2 separate regions of the Mus musculus genome follow, and region 2 is linked to region 1. The links are chromatin contacts, called in public promoter capture Hi-C maps. All regions are on one chromosome and are shown on one strand. Each heading gives the region's core, a stretch centred on a gene start, on an enhancer-like site or on the middle of the called end of the contact. The rest is flanking DNA. Distances are from core to core; before and after follow the strand shown. Region 1 has its middle 26 kb from the start of Gm8439. Region 2 holds the start of Kcnq4 (potassium voltage-gated channel, subfamily Q, member 4).

Region 1 (7,244 bases), core at 3,510-6,009:
GCAGCAGGGGTGACTACATAACCAAGTTGTGACTGGGGTATTGGTATACAGGTGGCACCATACACACAACCTTCCCTTAGACTTTTCCCAGGAAGGGGCATGCCCTGCCCATCAAGAATGTGGGTGTCGCACACCAGAGGTATCCAGTAGAGAGCAGAGGGCCTTGGTACCCTAAAAACATCACATCAGCTTGGAGCTGCTTTCAGGGAGCAATAAAACCTTCTTTTCCTGCAGCCCAATATAACCCACACTAATAATTATCCCTAACTTGATGGCTGACACTTAGTAAGTTCTCAATAAATTATGGTTGAATTATTGAATCAATTACAAAAGGAGAAACCTTCAATTCCAACATTTAACACACCAAATGTCTACATATTCCCTCTCAGCTCTTTGTGACATGCAGAAGATATTTTTAATGGAGGTGTAATTAGAACAAAATTAGAATTTTATATCCAGCATCTTTTCTGTAATAGTAATTATATAATAAACATTTTCCATGTTCAGTCATATTGTCGTTTTTCTAAGTGGGTGTGTAATTTTCCAGCAAAGACATGAACCATAATTTATATAACCACTGCCTTATGGCTTGATATGTACATTTCACCAGGTTTCATAATTTCAGGGAATTCTATCAGCAACTGATTGCAGGTGCTAGCCCCCTCTTTCCGACAGTTCACTTGGGAATGACATTGTTGCATTTGTCTAATAGCTTAGAAAACTCTCTATTTTTATGAGTCATGCTGAACTTTTACCATTTCCAGCTAACTTCTGACAATATGTGTGATAATAACAGTACAGCAGAAGCAGCAGCTACACTCTAACTGTGTAACACGCTGTGCTCCACACTCCTCATCTATCTGCACTTGAGCACACATACACGTGCCCCCCCCCACACGCACGCACGCGCGCGCGCGCGCGCACACACACACACACACACACACACACACACACACACACCAGGCATAGTGAGTGGGGGTTAAAACAACAATCTTAGCATCAAACTGGACTTAAATCTTAGTAAAATTTTTTCTCACCTAGGAGACCATGAATACATTTCTTCACCTGCTGAGCTCTCATTTTCTTGTCTGTAAAATGGGTCCTAACTGTTTTTCATCTCAGGGTTGCTGTTAGGATTAGATAAGGTAACAATAATAGCTCCATCAGGCGTAGTGTTAATTGTCTCACTTCTCGCTGGAGCATTGTGCAGACACAGCAACCCGAGGCCACCTGCCTGCAGGAACAGGGAGGAGCTGAGCCAGTCTCCTGTGGTCAGGCTGACCTCAAGGTCATTGTGTGCCTGAAGGGACTCTTCATTTTTGTTCTGTTTTGTTTTTGTTCAGAGAATACCCCTCACTCTCAGCAGTTTCCTGCCTCCAATCTCACTGCCGGAGGGTGGTGGTGGGGGGTGGGGGGGATGGTATGGGAGAGGAGGCCACAGATGTGTCCCGTCCTGCCCAGATGAGACAGTTTTCTGAGTACCAGGCTAAAACCCAGCTATCCCAGTGAAGCCTGCTCTACCACGGCTGTTTTATACTACAGCACACCAAGTGCTTCTGTCCTCCTCACAGTTACTGTCATGGCCTGGAAGGTCCTAGAAGCTCAAGTGGGTACAGGCGTCTGTGAGCACTTGCCTAGACCAGACCTGTGCATGATACTATTAATATCTCATGAATCCTGAAACACGGCTAGGGTATGATAGTGCACACTTTTAATCCCAGCCCTAGAGAGGCGGTGGATCTCTATGAACTCAAGGTCAGCTTGATCTACATAGTGGATTCTAGGCCAACCACAGTTACATTAGTGAGACCTTGTCTCAAAATAAAAAAGTAAATAAAACATTGCTAGGACACAAACACTGTCACATGACACATACACATCACACACACATAAACAGTCACCTACACACACACCCAAAAGGGTACTACATAACATACACAATACACACATTATATTGATATGTGTACATATCATACATCACATACATATCACATCATATACCCATACTGTATATCACACACATGTCACCAGACATAAACATACTATGTATGGATACATATGACATATCATTCACATATTACATATACACAACATACCACATATCACATATACACAACATACCACATAACACTTCATACACACATACCATCTATATGCCCTATACATAAAGACCATATGTATCCACACACTCATAACTACCATATACACAATATACCATACATATACACTATACACACATACTATACACACACACATTATATATCTACCATATGGTGCACACGCGCATACACACACACACACACACACACACACACACACACACACACACACATTTACAAGAGGAAGCCAGGCCTATGCAAGCAGTCGCTAGGTTGTAGGGAAGTCATTCAACCTCCCATCAGTGGGAAATGCAAGCCCAGAACCTTGCTGTCCTTACCCACAGTTCTTGGGCAGTGGTACCTAGGAGACGGAAAGCTATGCAGGGATGCTCCTTATGTCTTCACCTCTATCTTAGAGTACTCACGAAGAGCCCTGGCCCTGAGTTCATGAGGGCCTTCTGGCCTCTCAGGCCCAAGCCACAAAGGCAGGGCCAGGATCCAAGTGAAAGTTGTTGAGCATTGTTCTCTGGCGGCCCTGAAATAGCCAGGCTTTGCTCGCAGCCCCTGCACTGCGCTGACAAGCAGATCCCAGAATAGCTCTTCCTGCCGCAAGCTGACCTACTTAGCAGGTCTCCTGTCATGTGAGCTCGGCTAGGCAATAGGTTCACTTTGCCTCTCTCTACCTAGAGCAGGCCCATCCCAGCATCCCCCCCCCATGGTTTCTGGTTCTCCTACAGTTCCAGGAATAGATAATAATATACTGTAGGTTCAAAGCATGTACACAAACATCACTGTGCATCCTTGTCAGGGCAGGCCCAAGAGAGGGGACTTATCACTCCATTACACAGTTGATGCCATGATAACACAGAGAGGGCAAGCAATGTGAGCAGAGATGCACAGCAGACCCAGCACTGTACTCTCTCTAAGGGGTTGGGGTTCCTAAGTCCCTCTACCCACCTGCCGCCTGTGATCAAGCAGCCCAACACCTGGTGGCAGAGCTAGTAGAGATCAAGGCCTTGGGTGCCCACTAGCCTGGGAGCTAGGGCTTGCCAGGCGTGGAGAACCATCTGGATGACCTCTAGCACACTGCTTCACCCGTCTTAGACTCACAATGGCATCCTCAGGGTGTCAGCAGAAAGATGAGAGACGGTTTCAGTTTGCTGGATGATAGAGCAGCTGCTGTTGGCTGTTATTGCCGTTGACATACCGAACTAAACCCAAAAGAAAAAGTTTAAAACTGACTGGTGCAAGAGAGCCCAGAGCAAAGGCCTTTGTGACACTTCTCACTCTGAGACGTCATTCCCACCCACGACATTCATCAGGGAAACAGCGGTAGTTACAGTGCACAACTCTGATGAGCACTGGGCCTTGGTTCTTTCTGCTTGATGACTCCTGGCTCTCCTTCTGGAGCCCCGTGGCAGGAACCCATCGTGAAAGGGGAAGGCAGTGTCTACTCTTGCATGGCCTTGTCCCAAGCTGGCTGCCATGGCTGTGCTCTTTTACTCTGGTACGACACAGGCAGGAAGGAACAGAAGGCGAAATGTCTGCTTTGATAATGTGTAAAAGCGGAGTGTCCCATAGAAGAGAAGGTGGAGAAGATTGGGGTCAGGCCGGGGCATCTGAGGACCAGAGTCTCATGCCTAAAGAAGGAGGTGACTCCAGGTCATTAAGATTGGGCGGGCAAGCTGGGGGCATAGCTCATTTGGTAATTACTTTAACACGCATGAAACCCTGGATTTAGTCCCCAGCATTGAATAACCTGGGCATGATGGGGCATACCCCCCTTCTCTCTCTCTCTCTCTCTCTCTGTGTGTGTGTGTGTGTGTGTGTGTGTGTGTGAACAATTAAAGAAAAAAGAGGACATTAATTTTAGAACAAGAGGGAAGGGTTGAAGGGGGGAAATGATATAATTTCTTATTTAAAAAAAATGTTAACAGAGCTAGGCTCCAGGGTCATACAATTTCTACTCCAATTCCATCCCCACGACTCTTTAGACATGAAGTCACTCAGAATACCCATCTGTAAAAGTGGCCATAAGCCAGACCTTATGGAAGGGCACTGAAGATGAATCAGGTTGCCTCTGCCTGGCTCCACAGCTGGTACTAAGCAAGTCGCTGAGAAATCTGAACCTGAACCCTCTAAGTGGCGAAGTCCACCACCAGAGATAGCATCTTAGCGTTTGGAAGGAGGGAGACAAGGTCAGTAAATAAGGAAGGCTGCAGTGTGATCCTGGATAGGCCAGGGAGAGATGGATACCCTTGGAAAGGGCTTCACCGAGCTGGGGGCGGGGGCTGGGGGCGGAGCCTGGAGGTGGCAAGCACACAGAACACTTAGGCTAGGAGGCTCCTGTCACTCAGCAGAGAAGGCAAACTTCATTGTGCCCTTTGTTCCCTGCTTCGGTTCTCAGTTCCTTCTGTCACAGCGCCACCTCACACAGTGTCCCCTCCCTGATCCCTACATATATCATACTACCCACTCCCTGAGCTGAGGGATTTTCCTTACAGCACCCCGCACACTCTGTTATGACGTTCCTTAGTCTGTTGTGGAGTTGCCTGGTTTCCTGAAGCAGATCTAGCCCCTTGAGCAATGATGGTACACAGCGCATGCTTGGTGAGTAGGGGTGAAGCAGGTGGGTGGCTGAACAGTGGAGTGTCAAGGCCAGCGGGAGGAGCATGTGAGAGATGGTTTATGCCCAAATTAGGGAGTGCTGCGAAGGCCTGCTAAGGAGCTTGAGTGCCAGAGAACCAACAGCCAGTGAGGTGGTTCAGAGCATAAAAGGGCTTTCTGGGAAGTTTGATGACCTAAATTTGGTCACCAGAACTGACATGAAGGCAGAAGGAAAGAGCTGACTAAATAAAAAGGTCTCCGACTTCTACGCGCAGGCACACACAGACCCCCTAAAATAAAATTAAAAAAAAAAAATTTAAACTCTGAAAACCCAGGCATGGTGCTTGTGCCCTATAACCCCAGCTTTTCAGAAGGCTGAGGAGGTGGGCATGGCTGGAGCCCAGGCTTTCCAGGCCAGCCTGGGCTACACAGTGAGAGAGCAAGTGGGGGTTGGGAGGTGAGAAAGAGACCAGGTTAGCTTTTAAAGTCTAAGTGGACTTTGTTCTCCTAGACTGCCCTGAATGGAGTTCCAGGCTGGTCACAGGGCTGTGGACAAGGATAAACGGCGTTCAGTACCACATGAGCTTCTGTCCAGATATAACCTGGTGGAGCAGCAGGCTTTCAAGATGGGGGGGGGGGGTAAACACACAGCCTGGGGCTCCACTGTCCAACAGAAGGGTGCCAGGCCTGAACAATGACAGGCGAGAAAAGGACACAAGCCACAGGGAGGGGGGCGGCGGGGGAGGGGAGACATTCTGCCCTTGGCTTCTCTTTTGGATCCCTAGGAAAGGCTCTCCTCTCTCGGCCTGGCTGCCTCTATCCTGAACACCTGTCCTGTGGGCACGGACACTAGAGGAAGAGGTGTGGAGCTCAACAAAGGAGCATTCTCCTAGCCAGGACGGGAATCAATGGAAGCTTGTTTGCCTTGCTTCCTGGGGCGCAGCCAGGCATGCTGGGGTGGGGACCTGGGCAGCAGGTGGGAACACAGAGTCCTGGGCTAGGCGAGCCTTGAAGCATTGTTTTGGCTCCAGGGGAGCTACACCTGTGTCCCTGAGCACCCAAGCAGGTGGCTGCAGGCTGCTTGAGAAAAACCAGCCATGCCGCCATTCTCCCTCTCTGGTTCAGGGCCTTCCTCAGAGCCCTGTGCATGACAGGAGAACATTGTTTCCAAACTTGCCACTAGCAGAGGTATAAAATGCCACATTGTCACTCCAAAATCTTTCTTTGTTTTTGAGAAAGTTTCTTTGTATAGCCTTGGCTGTCCTGGAACTTTGCTCTGTAGATCAGGTTGGCCTTGAACTCAGAGATCCCTCTGCCTCCCAAGTGCTGGGATTAAAGGTGTGTGCTAGCACTGCCAGGCCCAATCTCTGACTTTTAAAAGGCATGTGCTCAGGAGAGAGGGATCAGTGGTTAAGAGCTGGTGAAGCGCCGGGCGGTGGCACACGCCTTTAATCCCAGCACTCTGGAGGCAGAGGCAGGCGAATTTCTGAGTTCGAGGCCAGCCTGGTCTACAAAGTGAGTTCCAGGACAGTCAGGGCTACGCAGAGAAACCCTGTCTTGAAAACAAAAACAACAAAAAAACCCCAAAAAACAAACAAACAAAAAAAGAGCTGGTGAGGCTCTTCCGGAGTACAGGAGCTCAGCTCCCAGCACTCACGCTGACTGATTCACAACTTTCTGTAACCCTAGCTCCATGATATCCAGCATCCTTTTCTGCCCTCTGCAGGCACCTGAGCCTGAGCCTGTGAGTACACACATGCAGGAAAGGGTGGGGTGTGTGTGCGTGTTTAAATAATAAAGAATAATGGGAACCTTCAGAGACTCTGGGACTTGGGAATGAGGATTTGTCTACAGTTGCTTGTGGATGGCCACTGGGCCTACCTTACCATCAAGCATAGCTTTGAAGAAAGAGCCCTGGGTGCAGCAGATGAACACCCAAGCCTGAGTTCCAACCTGAACTGAAGTTCTATTTCCTCATCTGAAACCAGGGGAACTGAACCCTCACTGCAGACAGGAATCTGGTCACAGTGTGTGTGTGTGTGTGTGTGTGTGTGTGTCTGTGTGTGTGTGTGTGTGTGTGTGTCTGTGTATGCACACGTATTCTCGAGTATGAGAATCTGCATGCAGACAGCTTGTTTTCTATACATGCCTGGGATATAAGAAAGATGTTTTCCATCACCTACTGTGCAGAGAGGGTGAGCACCTTGCCCCATGGGCAAGGCTGATGTGTGTCAGGGCAGGACCACATGTATATGGCCACAGGGAGAGGCCAGCAGCTAGGGAAGGGGGTCTTACCTTCATCTCCTTGGCGAGCCACCTATGCCAGCCCAGCTCCTGTTGCTCTCCCTGCTTCCTTGCCCTAACCTGTGCTCAATCTGAGACCTGGAAGGACTGCAGAGACACAGCAAAGCTTACTCTGCCATGAACTTCCTGTGCTGGATGCACGAGGAGCCTGCACACACGGGATCCCAGCAACCACTTTACAGATCAGGAAACCGAGGCTCAAAGACACGGGTGGGCTTGCAGACTCCGTCTAAC
Region 2 (7,244 bases), core at 2,897-5,396, 130 kb after region 1:
TGACCCAGCTAAGGTCAGTGGATGACAGAGGGATCTGGGTTGAGACTTTTCCTTATGAACAGCATGACCTTCCCTGGGCTTCCCCCTCCTCACCTGTCAGTTGGGGAGGATAGTAGGGCCCACCTCACCAGGCTGGGGAAGGGTGTGCGCCTGCACAAAAGCAGAAATCTCAGTTTGAACTCCAAGGGCCACACCAGGTGGCCTGAGTGAGCAGAGAGAATGGTTCTGGACAGGGAGTCTGGACTGAAGGTCTGGCCCTCTGCTTCTGCTACCAATTTGTCACATGACTTTGGTCTCCAGAGCCTTAGTTTTCTCAGAGTTGGGATGGGGCAGTCAGAATGTGAGAACTAACCTGGTCTGGTCTGGGTGTTCCGTGCTGGGATAACTTCTAGGCCAGGCTATGCCCTGTCTCACAAGCTTGAGGTAGGAGGTTGGGGTGGGGGGACTCCAAAGTTAGGAGCATACAGGCCCCGAGAGTGTGGCTACCCTCCTCCTCTTCCCATTCCCACAGTTTCTGACCCCAGGGACAAGGCTGAGGGAGGATGTTTACAGAGCCTTAAACCTTCACTTAGAGAAGTTTGCTGGGGGCTGGGAGCAAGGGTTGAGTGGTGAGGACATAGCAGTGGCCAGGGAAGCAGAGTGGACATGGGGGAGGGGCGTGCTCCCTCACAGTCCCTTCCATGTTTAGAACTCCAAAGGTGCTGGTGTGGTCTGAGGGGGGTACCACAAGGAGTGCGTCTGCTCCTAGGGACTCAGTAATGAGGACTTGGTAAAGTGCCAAGAGCAAGGCCTTGGGGGGGGGGGGCGGCGGCAAGGGGTATACATGCCAGTGGCAGGGGCTCTGGGGTGAAGGGGCAAAGTGGTAGGACTAAGGACCTAGAGACAGAGAGAGCCCAGAAGGGTCTAGTGACCCTTCGTTCTGCTCTTTACAAGGAGGAGACAGGATAGAACAGGCTTCTGCCAGTCACTTCCCAGAGGCACAGCTGAGAGCAAGAGAGGCTCAATTCTCCACCCGTAGGAGTCCTGGAAGGTGTGGGTCCTGAGAGACCAGTTGACTGGTATGAGGGAGGTATTTCAACCATCTTCCTTCCCAAATCCTCTCTCCTAGGCTCTTCTGTGGGGACCCCACCCTTGGCCTGGGACTCTGGAAACAGGTCCTAACTGAGGCTCTTAACTGATGCCCCAAGCATGGGAACCCCACCCCACTCAAAGGGAGTGGGGGTGGGGCTACGCTAGAAATGCTACCCTAAGCACTTCTTGGCAAGAGCATGCAAGACCCTACTTCGAGAGGCTGGAAAAGTCCATATCTGGAAGTCACAGAAAACAAGAGACACTTCTGTGTAGGCTCCCTCCCCACCCCCAGTGCTAGCACCCATTCCTAGTCCTCTCACCCACACAACTGTTCAGTTATCTCTTTCCCACCCATTAGCCCATTCATGAAGAAGTCCCAAAATACAGGATTTCTACCCACTCCAATGACCTACAGATCTAATGCTCAGAAAGGCTCTCAACTAACACAGTGCCCCACAGCACTCAACAGGAAGGGCCTTCTCAGTCTCCTTGACCTCCAAGATCTACAGCCAGTTCCCTGAGATCCCTAAACATCCAGACACTGTCACACCATGTGTCTTCCCCTAGGGCTCCAATTAACGCTTCCATCCTGAGCTCCTGGAGACAAGTGTTCTGGACAGGGCTGCCCCTAGCCAGGGCATTCCTGGCATCTGGAGAGAGGCGGATGTGGGGCAAAGGTGTCATCCGATTTAGCTCCTGGTAAGAAGGGAGGCCCCTCTAAAGAAGCTACAGTAGTGGTTGGTCAGGGTTAGGCTGTTTTCATCTCTACTTGACGGCCCCAGCCTGGGGCCAAGGAACTAAGTTAGGAGCCAACTGACTTCTCTAGGCCCTGCCATGACTTGGAAAAGTCACCTCCAGGGAAGAGCCTGTGGAAAGCATAGCTGTGCCCTGTGTCTTAGCCTCCCTAGGCACATAAGGGGCTCTGGCGTATTAATGTTCAGTGGACACTGGAGCCCCTAGTCCACCAGCATTGAACTATATCACTCCACTGACAGCTACATCCAACAGACGTCCGTCCAGGTCTTTTGGGTGCACTGAGATGTGGGCTGCCCCTGATTATTCACTGGGATCCAAAGCCTGGCCTTACACCCAGCAGAGTCTCAGCCTGGGGTCTCTGCACAAAGCCACAGCTGCCACTCTAAGTATTCTAAGTGGGTCTGTAGAAAGTTCCCTTTCTTTGTTCTTCCTGGTACCATCTTCCTCTTCCCCTGAGATTCTGTACCCAACCCCCCACCCCCCGGACTCATGGGGCAGAGGTAAGAGGGCATACAAGGAGGACAAGCAGAAAGACACGGGTGGGGAAAGCCAGATAGAAGGGTGGCCAAGCAGGTGAACAGAGAGATAGACAGATGGACACACAGACATCAAAATAAGTAAGAGGATAGGCCCACAAAGCACGAAGACAGACAGACCAACAGAAAGGCTGTGGGACAGACAGGTAGAGAGATTAACAGACAAGCTAACTCACACACAAAGGGAAACTCAAGTCTTGCATAGGGACAGATTGTCAAGTGACTATCAGGTGGACAAAGCGGGCTGCCCTGGAGACCCTGGAGCAGGCAGTGGTAAGAGCAGCTCATTGTCTCTCCCAGGCACTTCTCAGCATCTCAGCACCAGGCCCAGCCCTTTAACCGATATGGCCTGGGCCTCTCATGTTCCTGGTCCGACCAGGCCTTCCCCCAAGACTGCCTTCCGAGCTGCCAAAATTCACTCTCTACATCCAAGAGGGGTCAGTGTTTTGAAAGTTGTAGGAGCCTGCTGAGAGGAGGAGGGGCCCCACAGCGGCATTGTTTCCAAACATACCCCTCTCTTCTTTCTTTTTCCCCATGCTCAGAGCCAGGCCTAGTACAGCTGGCCAGCAAGGCAGGAGAGCTGGGCCCAGCCTTCAGGGCAAGGCAGGACAGGGCAGGGCAGGCAGGGCAGCCTGCTGCCTTGGGTACTTCGAAGTTGAGGGTGCGGAGCAAGACTAAAGAAGACACGGATAAAGTTGGAAACAGCACACAGGCCTGTCAGAGCCATAGGGACCCTAGACAGCCCTGATCTGGGTACAGCCTGTCTCTGAAGAGAGAAATCTCCAAGGGGACCAGGTGGGAGCACAACATAACTACAGAGCCTGAGGGGAGAAAAATAATGTAGGGGCTAGGGTCTTCTGTGTCTGGGACACAGGGAGGGTGAGGTGAACAAAAGATAAGGAGAGTCCCACTTTAGCGGCTTCGGACTTGGTAAAGCAGAGAAGAGCAAGAAGCTGAATGACGGATCAGAGCAGTGGGGCTCTGCGATCAGGATGAAAGTAAGGAGAGCAGGCAGAAGAGGTTAGACGCCAGGGCAACAGGGGTCAAGGCTGGGAGATCAGGGGTTAGGTCAGGCTGGGAGACCGAAAAGGGGGCACAGGCCCAAGAGGGGAACTGAGTGAGGGTCTGCCCCGGGGCAATAGGATAGAGAGGTGGAGCCAGCGCGGGGTGGCGGTCCCCAAGGAGTCTGGCTCATGCGGGGTCAGAGCCGGGGCACGTCAAGGGGTGCGGGGGCTCCAACTTACATGAAGACGTGGTAGACGAAGGCCCACCCGCGGGGCCGCTCCAGCACGTTGTAGACCCAGTTCTGCAGGCGGCGGTAGCGCTTCTGCGCGGCGGAGGAGCGCTGGCCGCCGCAGGCGGAGCCCGAGCCGGAGCCCGGCCCAGGGAGGGGCGCGCCCGGCGGCAGGGGGCTGCCCAGAAGGCCGAGGCGACGCGGAGAGCCGCCCCCGCCCGCCTCGCCCTGTTCACTCTGCACGGCCGTGAGCGCCACCAACTCCGCGCGGGGGGCGTCCCCGGGCGGGGGGCCCAGGCCGAGGCGGCGCGGGGGGGCCTCGGCCATGGGCGGCGCCGGACGGGGGACCGGGGCGTTGCGGGGCGGGGGCGCGCTCGGGCGGCTCAGAGTCGCATGGCTCGAACCCCGGGCCGGCGAGGCGACCCTGGGCGCGCACGCAGGCGGCGGGGGCTAGGGACCAGGCCGGGTCCGTGCGGGGTCCGGAGGCGGTCGCTCGGAGCCTCGGGGCCGCGGGAGCCCGTACTGACCGCCCGCTTCCCCGGCGACTGGGGCGGCTCTTTCCGACTCCAACTCTCTTATTACGCGCTCCATGCCGCTCGCCTTTCCACCTGCCGCCGGCGCGCCGCTCACATGTCACCCTCCCCCGCCCCGCCCCGCCCCTCCCCCGCCCGCCCCGCGGCCGCCTTCCCAAATCGGGGAGGGAGCGAGAGAGAAGAGCACCGGGAGGGGGACCCGGGTCGGACGCGGCGGAGCAGGGCGCGCGGTCCGCCCAGTCGGTGTGTCCCGGCCCCGAGCGCGTGGCGCGGGCAGCGCGCCGGGCCCCGAGGCCGGGCGTGTACGAGTGGTGTGGCCCTGGTGGCCCGCTCTGGGGAGGGAGGTTGGGACGCCTGGTGAGTGGTTGTGGAAAGTGGAGCGTGGAGTGTGGAGTTGTGGCCGCGGTAGCTCGAGGGACACTTACATTGTAGAGTGGAGGTGTTTGTGTCCAGAGAAGTGCCTACTTGTGAGAGTTGGCTAGCCAGCCGTGGGTCTGCGTGGGTTCAGAGTGAGTGGGTGGATGGATGGATGGATGGGTGGGTGGGTGGGTGGGTGGATAGATAGATGGATGAGAGTACAGAAGAGTGTGCAGAACCGGGCAGTACAGCGCGATGGGTAATGTAAGCGAGGAGGTGTGCCCGTCGGGTCGTGCCCTCGGTTTCTAGTGCAGGGTGTTTAAAATGCGCTGAGGGCCGAGTGAAGTTGGGACAGCAGCTTCCGTTCCTCCTGCTGTTGTTACTTGAAGGGCCCGGTGCCCTACAGCTATCGAGAGATGTGTGGGGTGGTGTAGCTCACAGTTGTGCCCAGATGCGTCTCTCCTCCCGTCTTGTTGATGAAGGAGGAGACCCCAGTTGATCACCCTGAGCAGAGGGGACGCTCCCTCCCTGATTACGTACCTGCCCTCATCTCCCCACTCCATCTCCGCTCCGTGGGATTCACACCCGCCACCCCCTTCTCCCACTCTAGCCCAGAAAAGCTTGTTTAGGGCAGATAGAAGTATAGAAATAAACGTACTAGGGGCCAGTATTAGGGGAACGGACAGAGCACTCCCAAAGGCCTATAGCACCCCACCAGGACTTTCTCTAGGAGCACCCCTCTCCAGCAAAAAGTTCTCGGTGCCTGACCTCCGTCTCCGCTGTGAGCTGTCTGGCCCCTTTTCCCTCGCCCTCCTGACCGTGTACTAGGTGATGATTCGGGTTTGCTGGCCCTCCTTCCTTCTTCCCCAGCCTAAAGCGATGGCCAAACCAGACGCTCCCGCTCCCTCCGCAGGCCCTGCCCCAGGGTGAAGCGCTTCCGCAGCAAACTCTTCTTCACTCCTCGGGGAGGATCTCGGGGGACACAGCTAGCTGGAAGGGGGGGGCGGGCTGCAAGCTCGATTCTCAGCTGTCAGCAAAGGCAGCATTGATCTGCTGAGCGCCAGAGCGGGAGGGCTGGAGGGAGGGCTATGGACCGTGAGGGTGGGTAGGATTCGAAGTTCCCAAGCTACCTTTGGCAGCCTGTACCCCAACCCCTAGCGACCCTTACCCTCCTGCCCAGCTGGGATGCATTCTGGGGTCTGACCTGAATCTCTCCCACTGCTGCTGGTGCTGGGAGTGCGCAGTGCTCCTGCATAGGTCATGCCCTGACCTACTGAGAACTGAAGGTTTCTAGACTTGGGGGCGGGGGGGGGGTGCGCACTATGGTTGCAAGTGCCAGGGCTAGATATAGCTATCTTCTCCCTATAAGCTGAAGCCCGTATATCCCCCACCCCATATATGGCATTGTCTCTCCTGACTGGTAAACTGCAAGTTCTCAATCAGAGGCCCAGGGATGGGACTCAAGTCAAGAATTCAAATTACACAACGGAAAGTGGCTGCTGGGGTCTTTTGAGGCTTTGATCTTAGCTGAAACGGAACTTGAATTCAGGTTGCCCTTATCAGCACTTGGGATATCTAAAATTGGGTCTGTTCTGGGAAATCTGATCCTCCAGTTGAGTGCCACCTATGAACCCATGCTCCCCTTCTCGTGTGGGTGATTGCCAAGCTTCCCTTCTCTCTGTGAATGGAACTCCGCAGGAGAGGGTCCTCGTCATTTTTTCCAGTTCATGGCCTATATTACCCCATCCAAGGCTGGGGGAAGGTAAGAGAACTGTAGTTCCTGTTGGGATGGAAGCTAGATTTCAGAAGCACCTACAGAGGTCCCAGAGGCTATCTTTGAAGGTCAGCACCTCGTGGAGGGTCATGTGCATTGATAGTAAGAGGAGGGAGACAAGAGAGAGTTCTTCCTAGGGTGTGGTGTGTGTGTGTGTGTGTTTGTGTGTGTGTGTGTGTGTGTGTGTGTGTGTAGGAGGCAGAGGAGAGTCCAGAGAGGACAGGTGGCTACTCTTGAGTGTTACTCAGTGGCCTTCCTGTGCCCATCCGGATTCCCAGGACATGACAGAGAACGGACTTTCCCCACAGCAGGCTTTAGTGACTAAGACACTTTTCTGAGCAAACAGCTGTCTCTGGCTCCCAGGTCTAGCCTCCCTACTGGAGGGAGGTGGGGTATGCTATGGCTTTCCACACACCATTCTCTAACTCCCACATCTATGCCCTTGACTCCACCCTCTGCAACTTCCTCAACTCTGCTTCCTCAGCTCCTTGGGAACCCTGCCTAGTCTTCTGAGCTCATCCCCTGACCCATGTTTCTCCCTGGCTCTTGAGTTTCCAGGGCTGTATAAGAACAGGCCAACTCCCTGATCTGCTGTAATCCATCACTGTCTCCATCATCCATCAATGGAGCAGGTATTGATTGCGAGGAAGGGTGGGGAGGGAGAGGGTTCCCATTTGCTGAGCACCAGCTGGGGGCCAGATCCTCTCCTTTACAAAGAACAGAGTCCGGTGCTTTGTGGGAAATGGGCTGAGAGGTAGGGACACTCACCCAAGGAGAGACAACCAGGCAGGGAGCTCACGCCCTCACTGGCTTGCACTTTCCCAGAACTCCTAGGCCCTGAGTGCCAAGGAGAAGGAATTCTAAGAGATGATTCTGAGTCTCTAGCACTGGCTCCTGCCAGGGGGTAGGATGCCCAGATCTGAGAGGATCAAGGTCTAGAAGTGGCTGGCACCTTGGTTCTTGGGGGTAGCTTCATCCCTGGT

Evidence for each region. Promoter capture Hi-C pulls out the DNA fragments that hold promoters and counts their contacts.
Region 2: a promoter capture Hi-C map of embryonic stem cells shows a contact between it and region 1, with 8 read pairs. The contact joins the promoter of Kcnq4 here to the enhancer-like site in region 1. A contact is called at or near these places in 3 of 39 promoter capture datasets (cranial neural crest and embryonic stem cells), 6 of 484 Hi-C or Micro-C datasets (the CH12 cell line, embryonic stem cells, immediate neuronal precursor and 2 more), 1 of 115 datasets of contacts at active chromatin or transcription factors (neural tube) and 2 of 9 other capture datasets (adipose tissue and pancreatic islet).

The regions. Positions count from the first base shown.
Region 1 is chr4:120,611,237-120,618,480 of GRCm38.p6, forward strand. No RefSeq gene overlaps it. Among named protein-coding and RNA genes, the nearest start is that of Gm8439, 26 kb to the left of the region's middle. Within about 2 kb of position 4,760, at least 99 of the 459 cell types and tissues checked have an H3K27ac peak or open chromatin away from gene starts, as enhancers often do. A contact at or near this core is called in embryonic stem cells and pancreatic islet, where this site is marked.
Region 2 is chr4:120,743,253-120,750,496 of GRCm38.p6, forward strand. Kcnq4 (potassium voltage-gated channel, subfamily Q, member 4) reads right to left here and starts at 4,147. Exons shown (of 14, transcript NM_001081142.3): 1 at 3,608-4,147. The coding sequence starts at 3,924.